Linked DNA regions of Mus musculus: region 1 is linked to region 2. A link is a contact called in public HiChIP or PLAC-seq data. All regions are on one chromosome and are shown on one strand. The core of a region is the stretch at or near the end of the contact, and the rest is flanking DNA. Distances in the headings are between cores, read along the strand shown. Region 1 overlaps Gm39928 (a long non-coding RNA gene). Region 2 holds the start of Kcnip3 (Kv channel interacting protein 3, calsenilin).

What was found. HiChIP or PLAC-seq counts read pairs in DNA pulled down with a chosen protein or histone mark.
Region 1: a contact with region 2 is called in an H3K27ac HiChIP or PLAC-seq map of stem cell-derived neural progenitor cells, with 4 times the contacts expected there. The contact joins the enhancer-like site here to the promoter of Kcnip3 in region 2. A contact is called at or near these places in 5 of 39 promoter capture datasets (3T3-L1-derived adipocytes, the HPC-7 cell line, HPC-7-derived erythroid cells and 2 more) and 1 of 115 datasets of contacts at active chromatin or transcription factors (stem cell-derived neural progenitor cells).

The regions. Positions count from the first base shown.
Region 1 is chr2:128,543,377-128,547,431 of GRCm38.p6, reverse strand. The region is part of intron 1 of Gm39928 (a long non-coding RNA gene); the gene reads left to right. Among named protein-coding and RNA genes, the nearest start is that of Gm39928, 4.3 kb to the left of the region's middle. Within about 2 kb of position 2,386, at least 140 of the 459 cell types and tissues checked have an H3K27ac peak or open chromatin away from gene starts, as enhancers often do. A contact at or near this core is called in stem cell-derived neural progenitor cells, where this site is marked.
Region 2 is chr2:127,519,788-127,523,614 of GRCm38.p6, reverse strand. It overlaps Kcnip3 (Kv channel interacting protein 3, calsenilin), which reads left to right and starts at 2,223. Exons shown (of 9, transcript NM_019789.4): 1 at 2,223-2,377. The coding sequence starts at 2,363. The region is part of intron 2 of Gm35478 (a long non-coding RNA gene); the gene reads right to left.

The DNA of each region.
Region 1 (4,055 bases), core at 1,137-3,636, 1.0 Mb before region 2:
GAGACTGTGAAGTATATCCCATCCTCTGGACGCCCCGTAATTACTTAACCATTCCCATACAGTAAGGGAGATGCACCGTTGCCAGCTTTTAACAGCTATATATAAAGCTTCATTGAGCCCTCTTTGGAAGACGGGGCCAAGTTTCTGACTTATTCCTTCCAGCGGTTTTCCAGAGAGGGCCACTGCCAGGTGGAAGAACGTAAACTCCTTTCAGGCTCCTCACTCTCGCTGCCAAATTCTGCTGCAGAGTGTTTCCCCCAAAGGCAGAAGGCAGCCTCAGCTCAGGACTTGTGGAAGTAAGGAGAGTCCCCTCCCCGTTCACATCCCTCGACGTGAGGAAAGAGGTCAGGACTGGACTTGTTCTTCAAGGCCAGAAAAGGAAGAATGCAGTGAATGAATGTTCCAGGAGTTACCCTGAGGAAGTGATAATAATATGATACCCGGGAAGGAGCTCTTTCTAGAACCTTCCACACTCCTTGGTTTCTTAACATTTTTATTTAAATCTTTATTATTTTCACCATCAGAGCATCCAGTTTACAGAGATGCAATGCATTAGGTAAAAGTCATATAAGTCACTCAAGTGTGGTCAGTGGTGGTCAGGGGATGTGCAGAGCCCCTCGACATTAGCCACAGTCACTTCTGGCTTCTCTCTGTACAGTGTCTACAGCTAGCAGGTCCTTGGGTACACCCGGGCCCAGGCTGGACGTTCCCTCTGAGAAATGTCAAAATTGTCACTTTGCACCTAATTCTCAGTACACAGACTCTGAGGAAGGCTGTCCCCAGGGTGTCCGGACAAGGATTGTTGGCTACTTCAATGATTTTTCTCTTTTCTGCAGGTTCAGACTCCCCCACCCTTTGCTAACTGCTGAGTTCAGAGTTGTGGGGGATGGTTTTGAGTGCTGCAGAATGCTGTGAGTCTCAAATGTAAAGCTTACTTATTTTTTTAAATCCATAAAGAGAGTTATTGGCATAAAACACTTTAATGAAGACATGATGGTTTCAGGTGGGATACACCAGGCCAGTGTTCGTGGTACCTGAATGAACTGATCAAGGAAGTTTTGGGTCCCCAATATGACCCTATGATGGCCTTTCTTCTGAGATGCCTGTGGCCCAGGACCACCCTGAGGTGGAGGGTAAAACACTAGACTCTCCAAACCCTGGCAGCACCAGTCTCTTCAAGAAAGAGACGTAATTTGTTCTGCAGCAGGCTAGTAGCAGGCAGGATAGAGAAAAGGGCTGTAGGGTCTGATGCCCTGGGGTCTGTTATATATAATTCCTCATCTACAAAAAACGGGCCAAGAGGGGCTGGAGAGATGACTCAGTGGCTAAGAGCACTGGCTGTTCTTCCAGACGGCCTGGGTTCTGTTCCCAGCACCCATATGACAACTCACAACCATCAGTAACTCCAGTCGCAGAGTTTCTTACACCCTCTTCTGGCCTCTGAAGACACTGCATGCATGTGGTACACAGACATGCATACAGTTAAAACACCCCTACATATAAAAATAAATAAACATTTTACAAAAATGAGCTGGGAGAACCAGCCACACCTAAGGTGGCGTGGTCATGTTTTGAGAGACCATTAGCCAGAAGGGAGACTCTCTGTGTAGGTGACCTCCTTAAAGATACTGTTCTCAACCAGTAAGGTTCCTTGATGCACAGTCCCTGATCATGGTGCAGGCTGCTCTTCTCCGTGGAGCTGCCTAGGCAATCCCTTCATAACCCTGCCCGCGCATCTTCTCTGCATCGCTAACTCCTTACTGCTTTAGCAGTGAGGTGCTTATTGCACCCAGCAGTTGGTGTGCAGGGAGCAGAGACCGTCTGTTGGCAGCCTGACACTTGTAGGCAGCTGAACCGAGGAGCCTAGCAGCTCAGGTGATGGAGGGGAGGCTTTCTGTGCTTGTTTCCTGCCCTTCCCCCTGCTGTGAGGAGACTGACCGTATCCCTAGTTCCTTATAGGCCATCTATATTGGGCAGTGTTGAGGAAAAGGAAGTTTTCTGTGTTCAGAGAACCATGCAATACAATTTTTGGAAGCTGCACTTGGCTTGAGGTCTGGCTCCAGTTTTGTCAGGTGTGATCCCCAAAGGCCTGAGCTAGGTGTTACAGAACACGACAACTCACTGTGGCACTGTTTCTAACGTGAAGGTGGTGTTTGTCCGGCTCCTGTATCCTCTTAGACAGATGGCCTTGTCACAGTTGCCCATCCCACAGAGAAAGGGTCTTGACTGGCACCCAGTATGAACCCTCTCCCATCAGGAGGCTGCTAATTCCAAGCCTGAGCACAGAACCCTGCTAGCTAGAACACTTTGGTGCCCTGCACACACACACAGCATGTAGGCTGTTCAGGCCTCTCAGGATGCATCTCTACACAGCGCTCCCTAGTGGACAGAGGAGGCCCAGTTCTTCACATCTGCTCAGTGATATCTCAAAAGAAATCTCTCACCCAGTCTCTAAGGTGTGGCACTTGGCTGCTGGGAAAAGACACAGTTTATCTGGCAACTAAAATTGTTTTGCAAGAGGTTCCCACAATTATGGTCTGAGGGAGGGTCCCTGCCAGCTTTTCTTAGTCACTTGGGCTTAGTGGGGGGAGGTGGTTTTTCTTTATTTTGTTCTGAAGGCAAAAGCCATCTGGGGGCAGGGTAATTACCCTGAGCCAGGGAGACAAAGGGACTGCAGTTCTCAGCTCAGCTGCAGGTGGCTGAGAGCTCTGGTTGGAATGTCACAAAGTACCCAGGTTGAAGGGTGAGTCAGAAATCCTTAGGTCACTTGTGGTTTTCTTTCATGGTTTTGCTGTGACTAGTCACTTGTTTTTACTTAGCAAGAACAACAGATGTTTGGGTGTCTGAAAGAGCACTGCCTGCCCCCTGTAGTCCCGGGGCTGCCCCAGTCTGGTAGAGAGGAGATACACTGAACATGAGACCCAGCAAGTCACTTACAGTGCCAATGTGAATCGTAGATAAGCAGTGGGCATCCCTGGGCACCGATAACGAGCCAGGCTTCTGTGGTGCTCAAGTTAGCTTGGAGTGGAGGTATCAGATCATTTATTTGAGTTACTCACCTTACTGAGCCAGTCCTCTGGACCCTCTCAGCCCCATGGAAGCAAATCCCTGCCTCGGAAGTGTGTGTGTGTGCTCAAATCTTGGCTCTGCTTCTGTATAGAAGCCAACATCTCTCACCTCAAATTCTGTTGCTCCTTAGATATAGAGTATATGTTTAAGCTCTGCATTGGGATTCTTTCCACCTTGTTGGGCCTCCAGACACTGGACAGCTGTTATTACCAGATGCAGACACTCTTGTGACTAACAATAACAGACTGACTAGAACCACTGTCTTCTGAGGTGCAGGGGCCTCCGGCCTCCTTTGCTGCTCAGGCCTGAAGTGGGATTTTTCAGGGTTTCCTTAAAACAAAAGGTGAGGCTTCTCTGCACTCTACAGAAGGGAAAGGGAAAGGACACACCAGCTTGGGCCCTTCGCTGCAGGTCTCCGAGTGGTTGCCGTTTGCTAGTGAAACAGAGCAGAAGCAAAACTGGGGATTAAAGCTGGCTCTTTCACCACCGTTCTCACCTGTGGGCCTAGTTTACCTGTGGGCCTGGGGCTTTAGTCTGTAGTCGGACCATAGATGGGTTAGAATACCACAAGCGAGTGTTATGGTTTAAGGATGGTGTGTTTGAGCACTTGTGCCCAGCTGGTGGAGCTGTTTTGAAGGATTACAAAACTTTTAGTGGATAGAGCCTTGCTAGAGGAAGTGGGTCGTTAGAGAAACGGTCTTAAGTTTTTATAGCCAGGCCTCACCTCAGATCTGTCATCTGGTTCCTTCATGCACAGTGCGGCAAGATGCCTTACTCTCCCGCTGCCGGGCCTTCCTTGCCAAGATGGACTATCCTGACTCTTAGACTGTAAGCCAAGAGAAACCCTCCTACTTTCAAGTTGCTTCTTGTCCTGCATTAGGTCATAGCAATAAGAAAAGTAACTAAAGCTGGGAGTGGTGGCCCATGCCTTTCATCCCAAAACTCACGAGGCAGAGGCAGGCAGATCTCTAAGTTTGAGACCAGCC
Region 2 (3,827 bases), core at 974-3,473:
CTCTCACAAGGAAGGGCTGTGAAGCACGAGCCCTGAGAGATGTCCCTACCTGCTCTCCAAGGCCCAGACACAGAAACGGCCTGAGGGAAAGACATGAAACTAGAGGCTTGTCAGAGCTAAGTCTGAGAGGCCAGAGGAGGAAATAATTGAGTCTGGTCGGGAGAGGTCTTGAGCAGGAACTGGGGAGGGTTCAGAGGACTCCAAGGTCTTTGGTTGTGTTTTTGTGAGTTTCTCTCTTGCATAGGAGGAAAGGGCTCCAGTCAGCTGTAGTGGCCCACAGCTGAGTCTTCGAGTGTTATAATACAAAGAAGAAAACAGCCTCCTGAAATATGGAATTATCCCTCCTTCTTCCTCATGCAATCTGTACCCCACCCCACCCCCGGCCCACCCGAGGAAGCCACAGCCAAGATCCATCACCCTAACAGTTTTCAAACCACACTGGACCTCCTTCAGCATCCTAAACCTTTTTGTGGGTCAGCAGGCCCCCAATCTTCTCAAATTCCAAGAGTTTAGGGGAAGTCAGCCTGTGCCCATGTGGCAAAGCAAGGCTGAGGTCCACTTGAGGAGATCTGCTTCAGCCCTTTTCGTTCCTCCATCTCCCAGAGACCCTGGAAGGACCCCAGCAATGCCCAGGCCCTGGGAAAGTCTGAGAGGACCCAAGGAAAGGGGGTCAGGTGACTTGAGGCTCCTGGCAGGGCACAGATGCCCATTCATACGTTTTATGAGGAGGGCCTGCTGGATAGGGCTGGGGAGGTTGCTGGCTCCCTGGTAGGCCCAGGACGGAAGGGTTCTGTTCTAGGCTGGCTCTGCCACAGCCTGTTACTCCCAAGGAGCTCCTATCAGAGGAGTGGAATCTCAGCAAGGGAGCCAAGCAGAGACTTGTGGCTCTCTAGAAAGAGGCACTGACTTGGAGTGGAGTGCTCAGACAACCCTGCCTCTCAAAAAATGCCACAAGTAAGGACAGGGCTTGATTCCTGAATCGTGGACATGTAACTGGTGGGTAGAGAGTTCCTCCAGAACTGGCTCTGAGTGAACACAGTCTGGATATACTGCTTTGTTGGATAGGTAAAGACTCAGCTTTCCTGAGTTTTGCCATCATTAACATAGACTGGGATAATGACCCTTTTCTTCTAAGCCCACTATGCCACTCCAAGGCCTTATGGGAATTTGCCTAATGCCAAGTCAGTTTGGAAGATTGGCACTGACCCCGGAGCCTCTGGGACCCTTGTCGTCCTCTTTCCCAGAGAGCCCTCTGTGGGAGAGTCTCTTGCCCGGAGTGAAGTCCTGCTGTGCAGATGGCAGAACTGTCCCCTCCCCTCTGGGGACAGCTTTCCTGCCTCGGGATCAACAGCCCCAGGGTTTTGCCCGGGGAGGGTCTAGCAGCTGCCGCTAATTGGCTGACTCAATAAAAAGGGGGTGGGACAGGGTAGGAAGGGCAAGCAAGTGCTCCTGGGCTTTCTGGGAAAGAGGGGATGGCTCAGGCTCTGTTTCCATGGGAACTACTGGCACTGGCAGGCTCCTCCGGGCGCCAAAAAGGGAAACTTGGCGCTGGTCTCCGTACCTGGCTCCTGGTGGATTCCCTTGGGCATTAGAAAATGCCCAAGAGCTTGTCTCCCACAGGGCAGGAAGGAGCCTTCCCGAGGACGGTCAGGACCCTCGATCCCTTCTCCATCCCCAGGTCCCACGCCAGGAGATCTAGGGGAGGTCCCGTGGTTGCTCTGAATGCCTGAATTTGGTCCCAACCTCAAGTCAAAGGACAGTGAAACTGGGAAAGTGTGAAGTGCTCGCTCCAGCTTGGAAGGTTTTCATACAGCAAGGCCTATGAGGGGTCGCACAGAGGTGACTAACAGATAGGGGAGAGCAACAAGAGGTGTTAGGACCCCAGGTGTTACCTTAGTGACGTAATCCCAAGGGCTCCTCTCTGTCCTGCGCAGGGACTGGTGGTGGAGTACCCTCCCTTCTATCCCTGTGACTGGGAAGGGTAGGAACAGACCCTGTACTAGAGGGAGATGAGAACCAGGGACAGACCCTGAGCCTAACTAAGCAAGGGGGGTTGGGGGCCAGATAGGCTGAGAGGCCAGGACTAGGAGCACAGGAAAAAGAGAAACTGGAGGTTGTCAGGATGGAGGCGAAGGAGGGGGGAGATAAGAGGGGGAGGGAAGAGGCAGAGGAAGAGAGGTGGAGCTAAGACTCGGAAGGAAGGGAGGGTGGAAGGAGTGGGCAGGGGGCGGGAGAGAAACCTCCAGTGACAATTGCGTCTGGGTCCAAGCAAACATGAGGCAGCTGCCAGCCGGACCAAGCAGTCTGGCTTGCTCGGGCTGCAAAGCGGGAAGATTAGTGACGGTCCCTTTCAGCAGCAGAGATGCAGAGGACCAAGGTAGGCGCTGAGGGGCTGAGGACTTGCCTGGACTTGGGGAAGGTGGGGCTCTGATGTTGGTCTTGACTAGAGAGTATTTTCACAGTGGTCCTTGGCCCCTACTCTCGCTAATCCATATAAGGGAAAGTAATTGTTCAGAGCATTCCTGCCTGGGAGGCTGGAATCCCGTGGCCTTTGGATGGAAGAGGCTCTGGGTGTCTGTGGACAGAAGAGAAGCTTGAAATTAGCTCCATGGCTGGTCCTGTTCAGTTAGGTCCTTGGGGCAGGGGCTGGGGTAGCTGACCCTGACCCTAGCCTCATAGATCTTAGTGAGACACAGGAGCATGGAAAAGGATGTCTTATGTGTGTGGGCAAGCCAACGGGCAAAGCTTTCAAGTAATCCATCAATGAATGAATGAAGACCCCCCCTTCTTCTTAAAGCACTATGAGACCCCTAATAAAATCACAAACATCTCTGCCTCTGTGGAGCTGTTGGGGGATGGAGAGAGAGGGGAGGCAAAGAGGCACCCGGTACAAAGTTCAAGAAATAGTAGCCAGGTGAGGGGAAGAAGAGAGACAAAAAAAAAATTAAAAAAAAAACAAAAGGTGTGCTCCAGCTTAGCACCGACCCTCAGAAAGTCTGACCTGGATGCCGCACACAAGTCCAGGGTAATCTTGCTTAGGGGGAGAAAGGATCAGATCCAGGTCCGGTTGAATGCCCCAAATAAGGAAATCAAGGTCTTATTTAAAAAAAAAAATAGATATTGGGCTGGCATCTTACAGTCTTTCTTCCCAAAAGATGTCTTCCTGCCCCACTCCCAATGAGGGCAAGCAGCCCAGAGAGGGCTGGAGACTGATTTCAGGCCATTCTGCCCCAGAGTCCAGGTTACTATCCCTGTCCTCTGGTCCAGTTCCCAGAATACCATGAAGGATCTGCAGATGGAACAAAGCCCTTTGAGCACAAGGGCAGGGTACCTTGAAAGGTACTTTCTCTCTTGTCACACCTGTCTCTAGAAAGCTCTGGACTGGCACAGCAGAAGCATAAACAGCTCTCTGTCCCAGACTCACATCCACACTCAGATGATAGGTGAAGCTGTGTGCATCTACAGACATTGGACACACAGATACCCTATGACTGTACCCCTCCCTCACAGAGCCCAGCAACGTGACTCTGTGTGTCCACAGATACAGGGAGTTCTACAGCCATGTGTGCATAGACCTGCACACAGCTGGCACTGTCCATCAGCAGGGGATAGCATAGCCCCCTTCCCTTTACCCATCTCTGGTGGCTCTAATTCCCAGAATTCTTCCTGGGTCCTTAACCACTACTCCCCTACCAGATGAGCAGAGTGTGAGGTCAGAGTCCCATAGTCCACTTGGCTGTTCTATTGGCCATTGTGGCCTCCACTGTGCCCACCATTGGCTCCTGGGCACTCATGGAACTCATTAGGCTTATGGCTGCCCCCTGGAT